2 separate regions of the Sus scrofa genome follow, and region 2 is linked to region 1. A link is a contact called in public HiChIP or PLAC-seq data. All regions are on one chromosome and are shown on one strand. The core of a region is the stretch at or near the end of the contact, and the rest is flanking DNA. Distances in the headings are between cores, read along the strand shown. Region 1 holds the start of CREBRF (CREB3 regulatory factor). Region 2 holds the start of RPL26L1 (ribosomal protein L26 like 1).

Region 1 (4,014 bases), core at 310-2,809:
TAAGACTAGGGCAAGCACGAGGAGCCTGATCTTTAGAAGGTATCCAGATGAAAAAAATGGAGACTCCGCCCAGCCCTTAACTTTCTCGGCTTTTCTAGTCCTGATTTTCTTTTCCAGAAAAGCACAACTTCCTTCTTACTGCCTGCTTCCATCTGAGGCCTGGGGCAAAAAGACCGCTATTTATCCAAGTACCTTCTTAAGGCATTCTTAAAGCTCAAGCTTGCTCAGAAACAGCGAAAAAGATTTGCTTTCTTGGGTTAAAGGAGGGCATTTACAAGGTTTGGAGGCCGGGTTTGTCAGGAAGCGTAAGGCCGAGAAAGAGGGAGAATCCAGAGACTGAGCTGCATCTGGTCCCAGGAACCACCCCCAAGGGGCGGCTAGACTGCCCTCGGTACTTCCCTGCCGCCTCGGCTCGGGTGGGGAAAGCGGTGGGTCGGGGTCAGGCTCCCCTGAGCTACTTCCTGGTCGGATCAGACTCGCCTTCGGACACCCGAAACGCCCCCGGCCCGGCTCCCTCGCCCTTTGCCCTGTCTCCTCCCATCTCTGTGACCCACCGCCACCGGTCCCCTCCCATCTAACATGGCCGCCCCACCCGGCCCACCCCCGGCACAGCCTAACAAATTGGGGAGCCCGCAGCACCGCCTCCCCCATGCCCATTGGTGCGGCCGCCTCCGTCCGCATGCCCGATTGGATAGCACGTGCTGCCACTCGGCGCCGAAAGCTCCGCCTCCAAGCCGCTTCAAGCTGCTTTGAGAAGACATATAAACAAATCCCGGGAGGGAGGCCCCTCTAGCGCGTCGCCGGGGCGGGGAAGAGAAGGGGGAGCGGCTACCCCGAGACACCCCTGCCTGGACCCCACCCCCACCCCCAGCCCGCGCCTCTTCGTCTCCCCTGCCAGCCTGGTTCCAAGCTTCGTGGCCCCGGCCCTTCCTCACACGCCCCTCTCTCTCTCCTCCTCCCCCGCCAGCCTCGCCTCCCCTCCCTTCCCCGGCCCCTCCCACCCGCTCGCTTCTCTGACAGGCCGGTTGCCGGCAGCCACGGCCCCAGGCTCCGAGGCAGGGGTGAAGGGCCGAGCGGCCTGGCAGGGCGGACGCCCGGCACTGCCCACTCCTGGCCTAGCCTGTCTCCCGCCCATGGGTCCCTCTACTGCCGCCCCGCGCTTTTATATAACCGTCCCGGGCCGGGGGTGGGGGAGGGGAGCCAGAGCCCCCGTGACCGGCAGGCGGCAGCCTGAGGCCCGCGCGCCGCCAGACTCGGCCTTGGTCCCGGCCCCCGCCCCGCGCCGGCCGGGCCCAGAGACCCGGCGCTGTCGCGTCCTAGGCCAGCGGTCCTCCTCCGCCCCCCACCCGGCTCGTCCCTCAGCCCAGGTCCCAGCGGGCTCTGGGCGGCGGGCAGCGGAGCTCACCTGTGGATGTGGGGGCGGCTCAGGGGCTGGGTCCGGTTCCGCTGCAGGGGCCGCGGCCCCTCTCCATGCTGCCTCGGGTTTGTTTTGTTTATGTCCTTCCTGACGGGTTCCCGGAAATCGCGTGACTCGCCCCCCTCACGTGGGCCGCGGCGAGGAGGAGGAGGGAGGCGGGGGCCCGCCGGCCTTGGGCCAATCGCGAGGCGTTCTGCAGCCGGGCCAATCAGGAGCTCGGTCCGGCAGGGCACCTCTGTCACATGACGCCGGAGGGGCGGGTTGCCGGGAAAAACCAGGAAGAGGGGGCGGAGCTGGGGCTCGGCGCCCGCCAGTGTAGCGTAGGCGTGGGCTGTCTCGGATACCGAGCTACACTCATGTTCGTGGGGGATGTTGGTTTACAAATGCTTTCACGTCCAGCATTTTATCTAATCTCACAACTGCGCGGCGAGGCCTAAAGTGCCCATATGCCCATTTTACAGTTTACTGAAACGTGAAAGGAGCTACGAAAACAGAGCGTTAACTTAGAAAGGAGAATGTATCTACTTTCTGTTTTATGAATGTTCTCCACGTCTGAACCTCCTAGTTCTCTTACAGACTGATCTTGCCTTGAGTTGTTCGTTCGTTCTTTCAACTAATACTTATTGTGCACGTATGTTCCAGACCCTGGAATTAACCAGATTTCATGCACCTTTAATGGTGCGATCCATACACAACCAAACAGAATGCTGGTAGAACCACCTATACAAACAAGCCTTCGTAACACGTGGACTTGAGTGATTGTGTGTGTGTGGTCCCTGATTCTATAAATAATAACATTCAGTGGTAATATAGCAATTTTTCATAAATTAAGGCTCAGAGAGGTTAAATTACTCGCTCAAGGTCGGGCAATTTGTAAATGATCCAGTTGGGACTAGAACGCAGGTCTGTCATCACAGCCTATGCTTCCAGATTGCTCTTTATACGTCTTAAGAGCACAAAATTTATCTTCTGAGCACAGAACAGAAATCTAATTTTAGTAAGCATAAAGGAGTACTGGGGAACAGAAATGCTTGTCCAGATTCCTTTAGATACCAGTTTTGTCTTAGGAGTTCTCAAATTGCCTTTGAAAAAGTGGCTCCTCTTTGCACAGATAGGGATAAGTAGTAATGTCAAAACCACGGACTTTTGAACCAGAAAGACTTTTATAGGTCCTAAGTTTCAAGAGCACAAGGGCTAGCCCATGTTGTGTATTTTTTGTTTGTTTGTTTTTCACGCCCACGGCATGTGGAAGTTCCCTCACAAGGGATCGAACTGCCCCAACCCCCCCCCGCCCCCCACCGGCTGCTGCAATGACATTGCTGAATCTTTAACTTTCTGTGCCACAAGGGAACTCCTAGCTGGCATTGTTTACCCTCTTTCACGCCTGCCACACAGGCAGTCATTGAATACTGGTTGAATAGCAACGTGGATTTGAATCCTTGCTCTATCAATGTGTGAACTAGCACACATTATTTAACCTTTGTGAGGCTCCTCACAAAGGTTTAACCCTCATGTGGTGGATGTGAGAAGTGAGTGAAAAAATTCGTATAAAGTATTAACCACAGTGCTTCAAATAGAGTAAGTGCTTAATGAACGATAGTATTATTGGATTGTTTGAGAGACATAATTTGGAAGATCTGTGGCAGACTTTTAAATAGCAAGTAAGGATAACTCTAACTCTAGCCTTCAGCAGTTTAACAGCTACTAAAATAATACTTTTGAAGGATATTAAAAGGTAAGTATATGTAGATACCAAAGAGGAAAGTAAAAGGATACCTAATCTCTGTATCCTTCAAAATGCTTTAGGGTCTCGATACCCAACGAAGGAATCAGTATTTTCCCTACCACACAGAAAGCAGCAGGATTATAATTATTTTCTTAAGTCTAACGTATAACCTTCTTTTTTTTTTTTCTCTTTTTTGCCTTTTTCTTGAGCCGCTCCAGCGGCACTTGGAGGTTCCCAGGCTGGGGTCTAATCGGAGCTATAGCCGCCAGCCTACGCCAGAGCCACAGTAATGTGGGATCCTTAACTCACTGAGCAAGGCCAGGGATCGAACCCGCAACCTCATGGTTCCTAGTCGGATTCGTTAACCACTGCCCCACACGGGAACTCCCATACAGCAGTCTAATTTTCCACATCAACTGGAGTTCAGAAATGAAACTCCAATAGAAAAATAGCTTGGGAGGTTTGAGCCAGGTTCCTCTCACTCATTCATGAGATTCCTGCATTAAATCTCCAGAGTATATCACAGACCATCTCTCATAAGTTTATTTGGAAAAACTCCAGCAGATGATTAACTCTTCCACTGTTACGCTGCCCTCGGAATATAGGTATTTTCTACTGGGCAACATTTCCTTGGGCTCAAGGAGCACCCACATTCTTCTCCCAGCAGGAGGCTCTGCCCATTAAAGGCACTTACTAATGAATTACATCGTATTCCCCCTTTTGCATCTCCTGCTGTCTTGGAAAGGACAAGTTTTGGCTAACAGAGACCTTGCCATCAAGGTTTATTAATGACTATATCCTGCTCCAAAGTGAATGAAATCGCTGACTCCTAATTGATTTGTATTTCTCTGGGTTTTATCCTGCCAGATTG
Region 2 (3,623 bases), core at 849-3,348, 66 kb after region 1:
TGAACCTGCATTCCCCTATAGCAGCAGTGAGCTGAGAATATATGATGCTCTTCCTTAAAAGAGTCCAATTCCTTTAATTTGCCTAACTAGCCCCTACAGGCAGTTGCGATCCCCCCATTCTAGAACGTGTCTCATAGGAAGGATCCGGAAGATAAAGAGGCGACTCAGACCTCTGAACTGTCCTGTCCACTCCATCCCCATCACACCCTCAGCCTAACATCCTCTGCTCCCAATCCTCCTCCACCCTTCAGAGTCCTGATGCCTCGGATGATATACCAAATCCCTCACTTCACTCTCTAAAACGACAGTCCTCAATAGAAGGGGTTGGCAGGGGTGGATTTTGTGCCTTAGGGACATTTGGCAATATCTGGAAATGTCTCTGCTGGTCATAACTATGAGGGGGTGCTACTGGCACCTAGTGGGGAGAGGCCAAGGATGTGGCTCAACATCCTACAGTGCACAGGAGGGCTCAGCCCAGCAAAGAATTATCCAGCCCAAGAAGTCAATAGGCTGAGGCTGGGAAACCTTGTTCCAAAATGTGAACTCGGGAGTTCCCGTCGTGGCTCATCAGTAACAAACCCGACTGGTATCCATGAAGGCATGGGTTCCATCCCTGGCCTTGCTCAGTGGGTTAAGGATCTGGTGTTGCCACAAGCTGCGGTGTAGGCTGCAGATGTGGCTCAGGCCTAGCATTGTTGTGGTGTAGGCCGGCAGCTGCAGCTCTGACTGGAACCCTAGCCTGGGAACTTCGATATGCCCCAGGTGCAGCCCTTTAAAAAAAAAAAAAAAAAAAAAAAAAAAAAAAAAAAAGGACCAAATAAATAAATAACATGTGAGCTTGATGGTAACAAGGCCTTGTGGGCCTTGTTCACAGCTCGTTTACTAGAGAACAGTGCCTGGGTGAGTGCTCAGTTAGTATTTCTTCAAGGACTGACTACAGCCTCTGCCTACTTACTCACCTCTACTTCCCCTTCCCTACCACACATCCTAACCCCAAGCTCCAGTTAGAGAAGGGGAGGCTTATACTTTCTCATTTGGGCCATACTCTCACAATTTCAGGCCCCGACTTTCTGCTGCTTCTCCATTCTCCCTGCCAAATCCAGCACCACCAAATGCCCAGCTTCCACTAAAGCTTACGATACCAAAACTTCACTTTTATCACACCATTCTCCCCTGCAAAGTCTGGTTCGAAGAGCCACCCTGAGCAATGCCTGGCAAACTAGCAGCCTCTGGACTACATAAAAAAGCAGTTTCCTTTGGCTGGCACAATATATTTTTCCGAATTAGAACCGAATTGGAATCCTCTTATTTAGGCTAGATAGGTGTTCTTTGGTGGCTCTGGGCTCCTTCTTTGGTCTAACACATCTCAGGGTCACGTTACTTGCCAGGATCCCGGGAAGATGTGAATCTAAAATTACTACTTTATGTCCAAACACACGCAGTCAACGACGGAGCCCGAGCGCCAAACTGCTGGGTAACTAGAGCCCGGCGGACTCCTACCTGGACCTCGTCGTCCTTGCGGATGGGCATGGAGCGAACGTTGTACTTCTGCCGCAGCTCCTTGGAGAGTGGAGACGACATGATCTTCCTGCGCACGTGGGAGGGGGCATTGAAATGACGTTTGCGGTTTTTGCTGCGGTCCGAAGTCACGAAGGGGTTGAACTTCATGGTGACCTCTGCAAAGAGAAGCAGGGAGAGAGCAAGGAACCTTCACTAGGGCCCCAAGGCCTGCACTCCACCCGCGACACCTCTCCCCATCACCGCATAAGAGCTCTAGGGACAGAGCCTCGGAAGGAGAGGAGGGGGGAGAAGAGAGGCGCCTGGACGTTACACCGGTTACGAAGTCCGAGAGGGGTGCGTGCTTCATTAGTGGGGTGTGGGGGGAGGGAGGAACTGGGCCCTTGAGTCTGAGGAAGGAGGGCTCGGGCTGGAGAATGCAAGGCTGCGGATCATGCAGTGAGGTCTAAGGGGAGCGGGCAGCCCCTGACCACGTAGGGCAGGGGTCCAAGGAAGCAAAGGGCTTCACAAAACTAGAAAATGCCAGCCGCTATACACCTACCTGGCGCCGTCAGAGCTCAGACGATGCGCTGCTCAGGGCCGGAAGTGAGGCTTCCTTGCTGCGCAAGCGCAGAAGGAAAGCAAAGCTCCGTTCCGGTCGGAAGGAAAGTGAATAGCACCCCCTGTGGATTGGGGTGGGATCGCAGTGGGATGGGAATGCTGGGCGGCTTCAGGGGGTCATACTGGGAACCTCGGTGAGTTGGCACCATTGGGGCAAGGACCCCCACCCCCTCCTCTTTTCTTTCTTTTTTTAAAAGGCCTCACCTGCGGCATATGGAAGTGCCCTGGCCAGGGATTGTATCCAAGCTGCACATGCAATCTACCCTTTGGGTGGCCTGGAATCCTTTAACCCACTGCAAGGGCCAGGGATCAAACCTGCACCTCTGCAGTTGGATTCTTAACCCACTCTGCCACAGCGGAAACAACAAGGAGAACTTTTGCAGGGTCTGCAATAGAGTCCTCATTGATGTTCTTTGAATACATGCATTATCTATAGTCTCTCTCCTTCCCCAAACTCTTTGTCTAGCCATATCGATTTACCATCATGATGCTCTAGATGCAATTGGCTGAAGTATTTTTTATTTCTTTATTTTATTTTTTGGCTTTTTAGGGCCGCTGCATATGTCAGTTACCAGGCTAGGGGTCTAATCGGAGTTACAGCTGCCAGGCCTACACCACAGCCACGAATCCGAGCCACGTCTTCGACCTACACCACAGCTCACCGTAACGCCAGATCCTTAACCCGCTGAGCGGGGCCGGGGACCGAACCCACAACCTCGTGGTTCCTAGTCAGATTCACTTCCGCTGAACCATGAGGGGAATTCCTGAATTGCTTCTAAATCACTGAGAAACGTCTTCAAAATGCAGATTATCGTGTTCCACCACAGCCCTACAAAACCAGACAGTGTTGGGTCAGGGTCACAGACCCTGAATTTAAAGCAAGCACTGCTCCTCACCAAAGATTTTTGAGGCGCACCAATATTTGAGGGTCATTGCGACACAATCACTTGGATTTGCAAAAACTGCCCCCCTCCCGCCCCAGTTTTTAAGCCCATTTATAAGAGCCAGGGCTGTAGAGTGAGACTTGGACCCAAGTGCCTCTTCATGTTGCCTGTCCTTGGGGAATTGACTCCACGTTTCTGAACCCGTTTCCTTATCTGTGAAACCGGGATGATCTTAGTGGCTGTCTCATAGAGTTGATATGAGGACTAAATGAATTACACCGTTTAATGTGTTTAGAACACTGGCACACAGCGCTCAATTACAGCCAGCAATTATTCCTCCTGAGAGCAGAGGCCTCTGTATGGGGCTTGCTCCAGGTCAGCCCTGAGGCCAGACCTCACCAGACTTCACCAGAGTCAGACTTTTGCCTTTAACTCCCAATGACGCCAACTGTAAGCTTTCCTTGTTTAGTGTAAACACGTGCGATGCGTCATGCAAACTGAAGCTCGGGTTGTACTCTCTCCTTTTTTAACTCCCTGAAAGTCTGTAAGAGCCGGCTAGTAACTCCCTGAAAGTCTGTAAGAGCCGGCTAGTGCCGCCGGTGCTCCGCGGCCCAGCGCGCC

Evidence for each region. HiChIP or PLAC-seq counts read pairs in DNA pulled down with a chosen protein or histone mark.
Region 2: an H3K27ac HiChIP or PLAC-seq map of alveolar macrophages shows a contact between it and region 1. The contact joins the promoter of RPL26L1 here to the promoter of CREBRF in region 1. A contact is called at or near these places in 2 of 5 promoter capture datasets (fetal skeletal muscle and liver), 11 of 47 Hi-C or Micro-C datasets (adipocytes, alveolar macrophages, heart right ventricle and 3 more) and 2 of 2 datasets of contacts at active chromatin or transcription factors (alveolar macrophages and skeletal muscle).

What each region holds. Positions count from the first base shown.
Region 1 is chr16:51,209,247-51,213,260 of Sscrofa11.1, forward strand. It overlaps CREBRF (CREB3 regulatory factor), which reads right to left and starts at 1,560. Exons shown (of 9, transcript XM_013990647.2): 1 at 1,406-1,560.
Region 2 is chr16:51,274,594-51,278,216 of Sscrofa11.1, forward strand. RPL26L1 (ribosomal protein L26 like 1) reads right to left here and starts at 2,099. Exons shown (of 4, transcript NM_001141990.2): 1 at 2,060-2,099; 2 at 1,501-1,676. The coding sequence starts at 1,668.